Regions from separate parts of the Drosophila melanogaster genome. Here region 2 is linked to region 1. The links are chromatin contacts, called in public Hi-C maps. All regions are on one chromosome and are shown on one strand. The core of a region is the stretch at or near the end of the contact, and the rest is flanking DNA. Distances in the headings are between cores, read along the strand shown.

Evidence for each region. Hi-C and Micro-C count contacts between places; a contact is called where the count stands out from the background.
Region 2: a Hi-C map of the Kc167 cell line shows a contact between it and region 1, with 1.4 times the contacts expected there. A contact is called at or near these places in 3 of 107 Hi-C or Micro-C datasets (the Kc167 cell line, embryonic mesoderm and wing imaginal disc).

The regions. Positions count from the first base shown.
Region 1 is chr3R:18,312,676-18,318,841 of dm6, forward strand. It overlaps PKD (Protein Kinase D), which reads right to left and starts at 1,732. Exons shown (of 8, transcript NM_142453.4): 1 at 1,516-1,732. It overlaps naz (nazgul), which reads right to left. Exons shown (of 5, transcript NM_001300458.1): 4 at 4,940-5,086; 5 at 3,400-4,807. The coding sequence ends at 4,549.
Region 2 is chr3R:18,948,184-18,953,977 of dm6, forward strand. It overlaps CG43732, which reads left to right and starts at 2,013. Exons shown (of 15, transcript NM_001275792.1): 1 at 2,013-2,420. The region is part of intron 5 of CG42613; the gene reads left to right.

The DNA of each region.
Region 1 (6,166 bases), core at 482-2,981:
TGTTTATTTGTTGGAATATTATTAGAATTCAAATTCTTAGATTCATGTGAAACAAACACAGAACGTAGCGAAATGCAAATAGTCACAGTCGACGCAAAAGTCGCGGGCTCTTTTCGAGTCTGATAAGAAAACAGAACGAGACGGGGCTACGGGGAGCGATAGAGAGGGGGCATCGCATGGCATCACCATTATCATCGATAGATAATTAGAAAGGTGATAATAATTCCAAGCCGGGAGCGAAAGCGAGAACGAGATGCGCCGATGATGCCACGCCAAGTTCAAATTCCACTGCGGGTGGAGCCCAAGAAAATCCTATACAGTGCGCGAAAAAAGTATCATCTTAGAAGAAGGATATTAATGAGGATATATTAGATAATATATTTGGATTTACATATATGATGAACCATCTTTTAAAGGTCTTTCGAAATGAAATGAATAAAGTTCTGAAGATATATTTAGAAATTACAGCGCCTCTTCTGCTTAACTTAAATTGAAACATGTTAAATCGAAATTGGGCTTGTTATGAATCTCCAGAGAAGCGTGTAGATGCGATAATGGTTCCAGTTTATTGAGCCTGACGCACCGGCCATATAAACACCAAGGCCAGGGAACAACTCGAATGTGTTTCTGTTTGTTTTTCTAGCTCAAGTGGATGGTGGACTCCGAAGTGGGAGTGCGTTTTCCACCCGCCCAAAGGAGCAAATAAATATTAACGGGCGCGGGCGCAGACAAACATTTGCATTGAAGCGTGTCAGGACAATGGTACAGGTGGCACTCAGTAAGGAGGATTAGCTAAATGTACACATATTCAGATTAATTAACAATACAGATCTAAGCTGACAAATATATATCTAAGTATAAGGTCAAAATTTGTATTTGTAAAGTAATTATATGAATATCATGTAAGTACTATTATTAGTTTATTAAAGCACTTAGTAATATAAGAATACGCACAGTCACTATAAATTTAAACCTTTCCAAGTTCCAAGAACCATTGAAAAGGACCCCGTTGAAATGATACACGCATTTAACAAGCCATTCTATAAATGAATGGTGCCATATAGTATATACTTATTTTACCATTCGAATAGCTAGCATATAATAATTATATGCCTCGTAAAGACACGAATTGAGCACAAAACTACCACTCACGACCACCAACAACGAAACGTAGCAAATTAGCAACAAAAGCACTCCACTTATGCACAGGATGATATAATAACAGGAACTGGGAAGCTCGGAAAGCACGGAAAACTCGGGAAACTGCCAAGGAGCCGCCAACTGTGACACTTAAATTTTAATGTTTCTCGGGAAAATTCATTTGGTTTAATTTGTTTTCAGCTGGCATCCCTCGACGACTTTGCCCGACTTTCCGTCGATTATTTTTTACACTCATTTAAGATGCAACACTTGGCGAATGTATATATACATGTATATATAGACTTGTTGAAAATGTCTTGCAATTAATTTGAATAATTAATATGCACACGGACAGCAGCTAGAGTACCAACACACCTTCGTTCGTGCCCCATTTCCCCGGGCGCTTTTCCTTAGAATTTTCAATATTTGTTTGCCGTTTCTGAGCGCGTGTGTGTGCGTGTGTGTGTGTCGTAGTATTTTCCTTTCCTTGTTTTCCTATTTGTGTGGCAGCATCGTGGACATGTCCACGTTGCGCTGTTTCTGTCGCTGAGGCCAAAAAAAAGACGAGAAAACTTCGCACGTTTGCACTTCGCGTCGACCGCCGCGCAACTGAAGCGAAATTTCCAAAGGCAGCCAGGCCAGCAATCGCAAAAATCAGCAGCAGCGGCTGAAAAGGCAAAATCCAAATGAAATTGCCGAGCTCAACTCAACTCTCGATTTGGACTCGGGTTTATGCTCTCTTTTGAACCCCTCCCCCCCCCCCACAAATCCACCAGAGAGATTCTCCGATGGGAGAGCATTTGGGGGGCAGAATGTTTGCGATTCCTAGGATGCTGTGTTCAAGCAACGCATCACTTGCCACATTTTTGGCGTTCTTGACGCGCTTCCTCAATTTGATTTTGATTCTATTTTATTTTGGCCTCTTTTCGATTGTTTATTTACTCTTCTCGATTTCGGCTGGGCGTTTGTTTACAATCCGGCTGTGGCAGAGGTGAAAGCCATGCTCGCCAAGCTTTCTCATTTTCTCACAGGTGTCTTGAAAGCTTGGGAGTTGTAACGAAGAGAAGCGGCCCACTTTTGCTCAGAATTAGGATAGGTTACGCATAAGAGCTGCCAGGGTAGACAGGTTTAAACAAAGAAAACTTAAATAATTTATTTATTTCATATTTAGCTTAGAGCGTAAGTAGTTGCATATTAGGATTACTTATAGAATATTAAAATATTAAGTAATATTGTCAAAAATGGTATCTTTCTAATTATACATGTAAAATAATAATATAAGTTTGCAAGTTAGTTAAAATAACTAAAATTAAATTAAATTAAAAAATAACATAAATTACATCTCTTAATTCCTACCAAAAATATTTGATACATTTTATATATTTATTTCAAATAAAAAATAAAATAGGCAAACCGAATATTGTTTACGTATACGTAATATTTTGAGTCTTAAAAGAAGAAGTAAAGAGCAGTCGAAACTTAAGAGACAAGTGTGCCACTCGAAGAGAGTCAAGTGAGCGGGCTTTTAATGGGCGACTGTTGCTCCCGAAAAGCTTTAATCTGCACTGGAAAAAATCAGCGGCAGTGATTTTGCGCCTTTCAGTGAATGCACACGCCACACCGGAGGTCAGTAGCTCGAGGAACTCCGGGGATCCCCCTTTTGGTTGGCCAAACTGAAGCGCGTAAAATGCACATTACGGTAACACGTTGCGGCGGAAAGGTAACCGGAAACGTAAAGCTTTTCGCCAGCATCGTAATCGCTTTTCCACGCTAAGAGCTTTTCATTTCGCAGAATCAGAAAAATGGGGAAAAATGGGCGGAAAGAACTGGGCCAGTCAAACGAAGCAACTTCGAAAAGGGAAGCATAAAATTGCTCTAGCAACACATGGCGCTTACCCCGTCCCCCCGGCAAAAATGGGGCGGATGTGTGCGGAAGGTGGGTGGCTGTGGGTCTTGGGAGGCCATTTTTCCAAAAGGGGGTGAATGGCTTTTGTTGCTGGTGCTGTGCCGCCTGCCAACTGACAACAAAAGCGTCGCACGTAATATAATAAAGAGATTTTCCATAGCATACAAAGCGGGGCTGCGTCGAGACAGTTGCATGTGTCCTGCTACATAGAAAACTACTGTGGAGTAATATCTCAACTGAATTGGATAAAATATTGAAAATATTTAATTTTGACGTATTTATTATAGGGGAATCAGAAATATATCTACGAAGGAGTAAGGACCATAAATTTATTTATTAATTTATTGTATTTTAAATGAAGTTTTAGCAGGATTTAAACATAATAGAAACATTTTTAAATCAATTAGCCAGATTAAGATGTAAGACAACGGTCTATTTGTTCTCTGTGTATGTGGGTTCCGGCTCCTCGGAATGTAGAATTCTCCCTGCTGTCTGCCCCTGGCATGTCCTCGTCTAAGCCTCGCATTGTAGATTGTACACACATTATAATGGAAATCGGTTTTAGCTGAACTAAAAATAATTGGCCTTGCATCTCTGGTTTGTTTTCCGTCCGTACAGCCATATATACACACATACAAACATATATTTAGGCGAGTATTTGTGTGAGTTCAAGTCCTCGTTGTTGTTGCTGGTAATCAACAGTTTGTTGGCACGCGTTGCCATTTGCCCCAGAGATCAGGAGTCGGGCGCTGGGAGGGGGCCAAATTTAGACGGAGCGAAAAACATTTCGCAATTAGCTCATTCTCTATTCTCCATTCAAGCTGGTGCCCATGGATTTTCCAGCATTTGGACTGCCAAATATATGATTACAATTCGGGGCTGCTATTTTGGATTTTATTTGGGGCATGGCGTCGGGAATGGAAATAATCTCTGCACTTTAGTTGTATCGAATGAAATGCAAATGATTTCAGTTAGATTGGAAAATGTGCAGGACAAGTAAGAATTTTAATTAAAATTAAATAAATTTTATAATAACTATGACGATTTAATAGAAATATTTTCCTTCGAAAAAGGGATTTAGCCATTCTGCCTCCTTTGAAAATTCCCAAAGCTCCCCATCCATTTCTATTATTCACCCGAATAGCTTGCGACTGTCCATTCTGGGATTCTTGCAGGGATTCCCGCTCAAACGAGGGCATTTTAAATTGGGAATAAATCAAAGGCTCAAGCACCAACGTATTCAGCCCATCGACGCTGCTCGAAAAGTACAAACTCGGCAAATTCAGGCTGCTCGCACATTAAAGTTGCATTTATTTCCGGCGAAAAACGGGGAAGCCCCACAAAGTCAGGGGTCCACATAAAATGGCGGGAGGGGGGAGGGGGGAGGTGGGCGAGGGGAGGCTGCCTAATGCGGCAATTGTTAAACCGAATGCAAATAGACGTTGCAGTTGGCAGTCTCCAAGGAACTCGGGCCGCGTGCCAGGCATAAATCACTCCAATGACTACGGCTGCTTCGTCTCACCATTCCCCTGCCACTTCTTTTCATCCGCTGCCTGGTTCGTTTCCGTTTCCGGTTCCGCTTCCGCCGGTTCCTCCAGCCTCAGCTCAGACTCCATCTCCAGCTGCAAATCCAAGCCGTACTCCTCCCTGTCGACGGTTAGCTTGGTAACGCTTTCGAGGGTTTTTATGGTTTGCATATACAGCTTCTTGGCCAACTCCTTGTCTTGGCCCGTCACCGAACTTGCCGCAATTTCGCAATCACTGCAACGAACAAAAAAAAAAGGGGACTTTTTGGTGGGAGGGGGGCGTGCTGCAGAAAGTGGCCAACAAAGTGCTGGCTAATGCGGCCAACAGAAACCGGAGTGCAGCGGAGTGGCCATGGCAACTACTCACTTGAAGTACTCGCCGGTGACTTCCTTCAGCTGGGGATCGGTGGCCAAGCGGATGGCGCACTGGGCGCCCTCGTAGGCATTCTTCATGAACAGCCACATCCACGGATAGGTGACCGCCTTCACGCAGAGGGACGACATCAGCGGCGAGCTGCAAAGTTAACCAATTATTGTAATTATTTAAATGGCAAACAAGGAGCCAGGAAATGTTGAAGCTGAATGGGGTGCATTTAAATGAATTCGTTGCTCTTAAAATGGATTCTAGAAAGGGAAAAGAAATATTTCTTAATTAAATAGTTAGCCATTCACAAACTTTGAGTTCTTATATGTAACAATCGCTTCTGATTTAAGATGTTGCAGATATATTCGCAATTAAGGAAAGCAACAATTAAGTCATAGATAAATAAAATAAAGCTCAAAGATGAAAGTGAAAACTATATTTAAATTTATCTACATATATTGTTCCAAATGTTTCTTTTGCTGGTTTAGCCAATTAAATTTGTTCAGATTAAGAAACATGAAAGTGGCTTGAAACTCTCAAGATATGCACAAACTTGGAAATAAAGTGTCTTGTTTAGCTTGCTTATTATTCAACCCATATTCCGCTTTCAATTAAATCGTTATATCCCAGTTAAGTTTCTTATAAAGTTCTGACTAAATCTGGTCACCGAGCGAAACTTGAACAATTTCTTTTGGATGCATTGTTTTAATGGCATTTTCAATTGGGGCGATAAAGGGCGCCAGTACCGCCAGCTCTCCTCCATTCAATTCAGCCGCTCATCCGTTGATCTCCAGCTTTTGGCCATCTCCGCAGCTGGGACGGGGCCAATTCCAGCGTCTGAGCCCAACGAGTTGTGCGAAATGGCCACCCCCGACCAGCTCTCTACCACTTCTTTCAACGCCTCTTTTTACTTTTACACTGAGAAATGTTCTTTTGAAAATATCACTGGAACTTGAAAATGTTTTAAAATATTAGATATTGCGCCTTAACTTTTTCTGAGCTCCTTAAATGATTATAGGTAAATTATCTCATATTGATTCAACTGTTTTAGAACTGAATTATTAAGTCATTTCAGCATTTTTAACACATTTTAAAGCTACCTAGTCATTTGCCTCCGTGTCCTTCTGATGCTGCCTTTCAGGAAGGATTACGAACTTGCGCACAATTTGCTTAGCTGTCGTTGTTAATGCTTTTCGCCCTCGTTTGGCGTTTTCCTTTTGTTTTATTTCC
Region 2 (5,794 bases), core at 763-3,262, 640 kb after region 1:
CAAACTTTAATGGTTTAGCATGGCACTTTTCCCTTTAAACTTCTGTGAAAGTTGCTGCTGCCCTCCATAGTCCTGCTAAAAAATGTGTAACTCTCAACCAACTCATGTAAAACAATTTTCCTACGTCCTAATTGGCAAGTCTCGAGTGTCCACTAGCTGGCTTTTAGCCTGCCAGTTTTAAAGACCCCACTGAGTGCTCACTGTAGTCGTCGGCTGGGCTGGTAAATAAATAATTGAAACTGTCGAAGAACATTTGCAAATCTGGCCAAACAACAACTGAGCTCATTATTTATGTACGCAGCCAAATATGTATCGACTGCCAAAGGCAATGGAAAAAAATTTAATGACCGGCAAAAGTGAGCGTCCCCCGGCAGGAAGGAAGCAATCCGCTCCGGCACCCCAGTCCCTGCCCCTTTCGGATCTGAGTTATCTCTTTTTCATTTTCGGTTTTTCAAACTCTTTGTGTGACAGTTTTTATATATATATATTTATTTTTTTCTACATTTGAGGGGCTGGTCATTTTTCAGAGCACGCACAAAGGCAAATTTATAACAAAGTTGGGGTCAAACGGGGCTGAGGCCGAGAAGACAATGCGCTAGGCGGTCTTAATTGCTTCCCGGCCGCAAAAACAATAACAGCATATTTCTGGAAGAACCCTTTTCGAGGTCTTTGTTGCTGCCTTGGCAAACTTATTAATTAAACGCGCTCATAATTATTTAAGACCGGCTGCCGCCGGAGCAAATTCAATCTGTGATCATTGCCCCCGATAGGCAGAGCTGCAGTAATCAGAGTTAGAGGAGCAGAATCCCCCCCCTGCTCAGCTGCCTAATGTGGCAGAAGCGAAGGCAAACAAAAGCGGTGCCATTTCAAAAGAAATCAATGACAATTCGTTAAAGTTCCTCCCCGGGGTAACCGCTCTCCAATTTTCCAACCCATCCCACAGAACACTTCCCAGGACATCATCGACATTTGAGCAGCGATTAAAGACAATTGAAGCCGCAGATGCAGAGGCAGCATAAGTCTGCTGCTTTCTTATCAGTTGGCAGAGCTCTCTGGCTTTTCCACTCTCTCCATCGTTATCTCTCTCTTGTGGAAAAGCTCGCGCCTGCGCTGCCAGGCCAACGGTGTTATCATTTGCCAAGAGATTGGCGCTTATCAGTTGGCCAGTGAATGTTTGCTGGGTTATCCCGCCATTGTTTGGCCCAAATAAATCGCTGACTTGGCATGCCGGACGGAGCAGGGAAAGTCAAAGACGCCAGTGCCCCAGGCACAGGTCAAAGTATCTGCGATTCGATGCCTCGGACGAAGAGCAAGAAAAAAAAACAAAAGAACACACTGCCATTTATCTTGGGCGACGTTTTTGCCCTAATGAGATTTGCGCCAAATTAAATGAAATCGAAAATTAGGTGCGCCAAGCTCGTTGGCAATTTAAATTGAAGGCGGCAATTATCCGCACAAACGGCCAAGTCGGACCAAAACGGGAGGAGCATAATGAGCAGAAGCCGAAGTTAAACAAGATTCTCACCTGTCAGCTTTGGCACCACCTGATGGCCTGGCACCTGGAAACCTTCGGGTTTCACCTGAAATCTGCCACCTGCCAGCTGTCTCGAGTGGCGGCTTTGGTTTTGGCTTTGGATGGGCGATTAAAGCGCTCGTCGGCCACTCGAACAAACAGAATCGACGGCTCATTGAGCCGCAGCCAAATGAAATCCGGTGGCAAACAACTTGAAGGATCCACTCGAGAAGGAGGCGGAGGAGGAGGAGGCTGCGCCAAGGAGTCCTGGGGTCCTGAAGTAGAAAAAAGAAGTGCACAAAAACGAAATCATAGATTCAATTTGATTTATTTCGCTGCCGTACTATATTGGCGTTGGACTAACAGCCGTCTCTCGATTCAAATGGCAGAGCTTTCACTTGATGTCATCGCGGCGTGCTCTCTCGCTTTTCCTCCGAATTTTCCTCGCATTTTCCGACTTCACTCTCTGCCTTAAATGCCGTGGCAGCAGCCGAGCGTAGTCAGTCGATTTCAGTCGGCCGTGCGGCACACACACTCGCAACGCGCTTTTCAGCCAGCTCAATTCAGCTCCGGATTCCGCTTGCCACCAGCTTTTGAACGCGTCATTAATCGCATCGTGTGACAGGAGCCTCGAATCAGTTTTCCCAGCAACGCGCGCACTTTTCCCGCTTTTGACCACCGATTAAGGTCTCTTGTTCTTTCCGCCTTATCGCTTCGTCCTGTGCGTTTGCATTTTAATGTTTGCTTAAGCATTCCGTTTCGGTGTCAAAATCCAAAATCCAAAATCCGGCCAAACCAATCCCGGCGATAAGAAAAACCCTGGCCTGGCAAACGGAGAGCTCAACGCGGAATTGTTCGACACAAAAGTGAATTACAAATCAATTGAGAAAGCCCTCGGCAGCGAGACGTAAATATTCAAATGGAAACCGAATTACATATTCTTTTGAAATTGCCTTGGCTATGGTGCACAATTGAGATATTCGGCATTTATAAGATTGTGGAGTGGGCTATTTATGGTGATCAATCGGGGCAAAAGGCTGGGAGGTATTTTGCAGAATCACTTGGTAGGATTAAAGACATTTAAACATCATACTCGCTTAAAATTAAACAATGATGTTTGAAAGTCAGCAAAACCACTGCAATATTTAAGTTATGCCTCTTTTGTGCGCGTATACAATTTTAAATGCAAATGTTTTTTGGCAAACAATTCCAAATAAGAATACCTTAATCATTTATCACGAATGAAATTATTAAATGGAATTCACTTGTATAACAACTAAAATGAAAGTCACTCCGTGCTGTGTATTGAATTATTTATTGCCACACTTACAATGCTGCATTTCCATTTAATATCAACCTATGACACCTATTCCTTTGACCAAACGAGAATGGCCATGTAAATTGATTCTTGGAATCGGTCCACATGCCCATACGATTCACCAAAAAAAAAAAAAAAAATGCTCATTTCAGCAAAATTGGGTTTTATTTGCATTGAGCGAATGTTCCTTCGGATGAGTTCACGTTCAAGCTAACTCGCCATTTTCAAAAGCAAACATACAAATGCGTTATTAGTTCACATGCACAATGGCCATACATTCCTAATCGGTAACCCTGGCTGCTTTTTCTTGGAACGTCCTTAAACAGGAGAGGGCAATCTGGGCAACGAAAGGTTACAAAACGAACTGGAGGCAGACAATTGTTGGGGGATTTACAACATGGCCCTCGTATTGTTTGCAATGCAGCAATAAGTCTGGATAAATGCGGAAAAGACAGAAGAAAAAGGGACGATGGTGATGGCGATGGAAATGTGTCCACGGCAGTTATGACAACTTCTGCTGGGTCTCACCTGTTTCACCTGTTCGCCAGCTGCTTAATTGGAGTCACAGCCAAAGTCCGGGCGAACTTTCCGATTTCCGTTCCTGCAACGCGTGCCACTGACAAGTGACAGCTTCGATTTGAGGCAGGAGTAAACGCATTGCTCATCTTCCAATTCATTTTTTAGATCTGAATATACTCTTGTTTGATCCGAAAAAAAAGGGAAATGATCTGCGAAATAAAATTGTAGTTTTACTAGCAGAAGACGTGTTTTTCCGTTTACACTTTCAGCAAAAGATTAATTGAATTGAATGCAATATTTTTCAAGAGATTTATACTTTGATTTTCAACGAAACGATTTTGTTTAAAAATCGTTATTTTCGTTCACGCTTATTATAAACATGCTAATAACGGCAACCAATTATTCTAACCAATACTCAATATATTTGTAAACATTTTGTAAATTACTTTCCTTTTTAAATTCCGCTCACGTTTCACTATAAGCGATGGTTTATAGTCAGCCTGCCTACCTGAAATTGCAGCTTATTTAATAATTACTCACGAAAATCATTTTCGTAATTGACTATTTCTCACTCCGATGTCTATCCATACAGTCGATCATCAGATGAAAGTGCTTTCCCAGTTTCTTTGCCATATGCAAAGTAGTAAACGTACAAAAAAAAAGTGGGATTCAGTTGCAATTTGCATGCAGTTCGGCAATCGCTGCGAAATTGAAACGTGCCAAATGTGCAAACAGAGGGCCGCAATCGTTTTCCACCTTGTTTGGATAGCCAACCAGGTGATAAGCAAACATAACCCAAAGGGACTCCCGTGAAAAGTCGACTTGCGGGGTTGGCTGGGTTTTAAACTCAACCCTTTTTTCTTTTTCTTCGGCTAAGGTGGGCGGCACTGCCACTAAATCAGGCTACTTCCACCAGGTAATAGAGAGATACAATTTGCTACGTGTGGAAAATGCGAAGAAAGAAGAGACGAGTAACTTTGCAAATAATGTTACCCAGCCACTCGAATGTTTAGGAACCTTTACGCATAAATTATTTATTCATTTGCCGTCGCCGGGTTTTTATATGCATCGTTAAAATTTCTGTTTGGAATCTCAAAGTGAATTTTCGGGTCCGGAGCGAGCACCTTTGACCCGCCCCCCCCCAAAAAAAAAAAAACGGAAATAGGGTTTTTTACGTTGGCTATTTTATAATGAGCTGCACTGGATTCGCTTTCACAGTGCTAACCCGTTGCTCATATGGTTTTCCTTTGCGCCTTTGGTTCCTTGTTCAATTTTCACTTTTGCAAGCGATTTTCCCGACGGCTGCTCACGAGAAAAGCTACGTGCAAAACGGCTTTGAGTGGAGGGTGTGGTCTCCACTTTCGCAGCGAAAGTGTTTATTTATTTCAGTTTGTGTGCTAGAAATAAGTTTTATTTCCGTTTTTTTTACCATTCCGAACCAAAATTATAATAATAACCTGCGGCTGCGGGCCAACGTTGCGTATGAGCGATGTTTTTTCAAACCATATTCCCATTGAAAACGCCGACTCGAAACTAATTAGCGCCCTGTACGCCGAGTTCTTGTTGTTTTGAAGGCTTTCCGCAGCAGCATTGGCTTTTGCCAGTAGAAAGTAGCCAGCGTGTCCACGTCATGTGATATGAGCTGGGAAAATATTGTTAAAAATATGCTGCAACTTTTTCATTACATCAACTTGACGGCTGCGAAGTGAAAACTTTTTAGCAACCAGCAGGAGCAGGCGGAAAAGCGTGGAAAAAGGGGAAAGGCAAGCGGCTTTGCCAGCTGTGGATGCTGTTTCTTTAATTTGTATTTAGTTAGCGGACGATGCTAATGAGTTTGCTGATTAAAGAAGGGATCGTCTTTTGATGTGCCACCTCTGGAATGAAATTTGCACAAGGCTTACCAGCTTTAAGACCTTGTTAACTGGCGAAAAAACAAAAGACATAAATTATTTGGCATGCGATCAAAACCACACTCGCAACCTTTTAGCTGGCATCTCCTGCGTGAAAAAGCTAATACAAACTGGCTGAGCCAATCAATTACGAGTAGTTCCCAAAGTTCAAGTCATTCTCACTTAGCTACAGCCAGTCTATCAATCTTCTAATCAATCTGAACGGAGCAAATAGCCAGCTAAAGTTTCGTCCTTAGCATTATGAATTTATGGACCGTTGGGCAGTCGAGTGAAAACTATGCCGATTTCAATAAAAATCATTAACCGAGCGAGCACTCAAAGGCCGATTTCGATTGAGTTTCTGTGCGGGTGGGCAGAACTTTCCGACACATTAAATATGAATGAAATGCCACGGTAATTAAGCCTAAACACAGAAAGATAAACAAACCGCGAATGGTCGTAAAATGCGATGAGGTGGCGCCAATCGAAATGAACTTCTTTGACCAAACACATTTCCAATCGAATTATAAATAAACAGAGGCTGCCACAATGAAA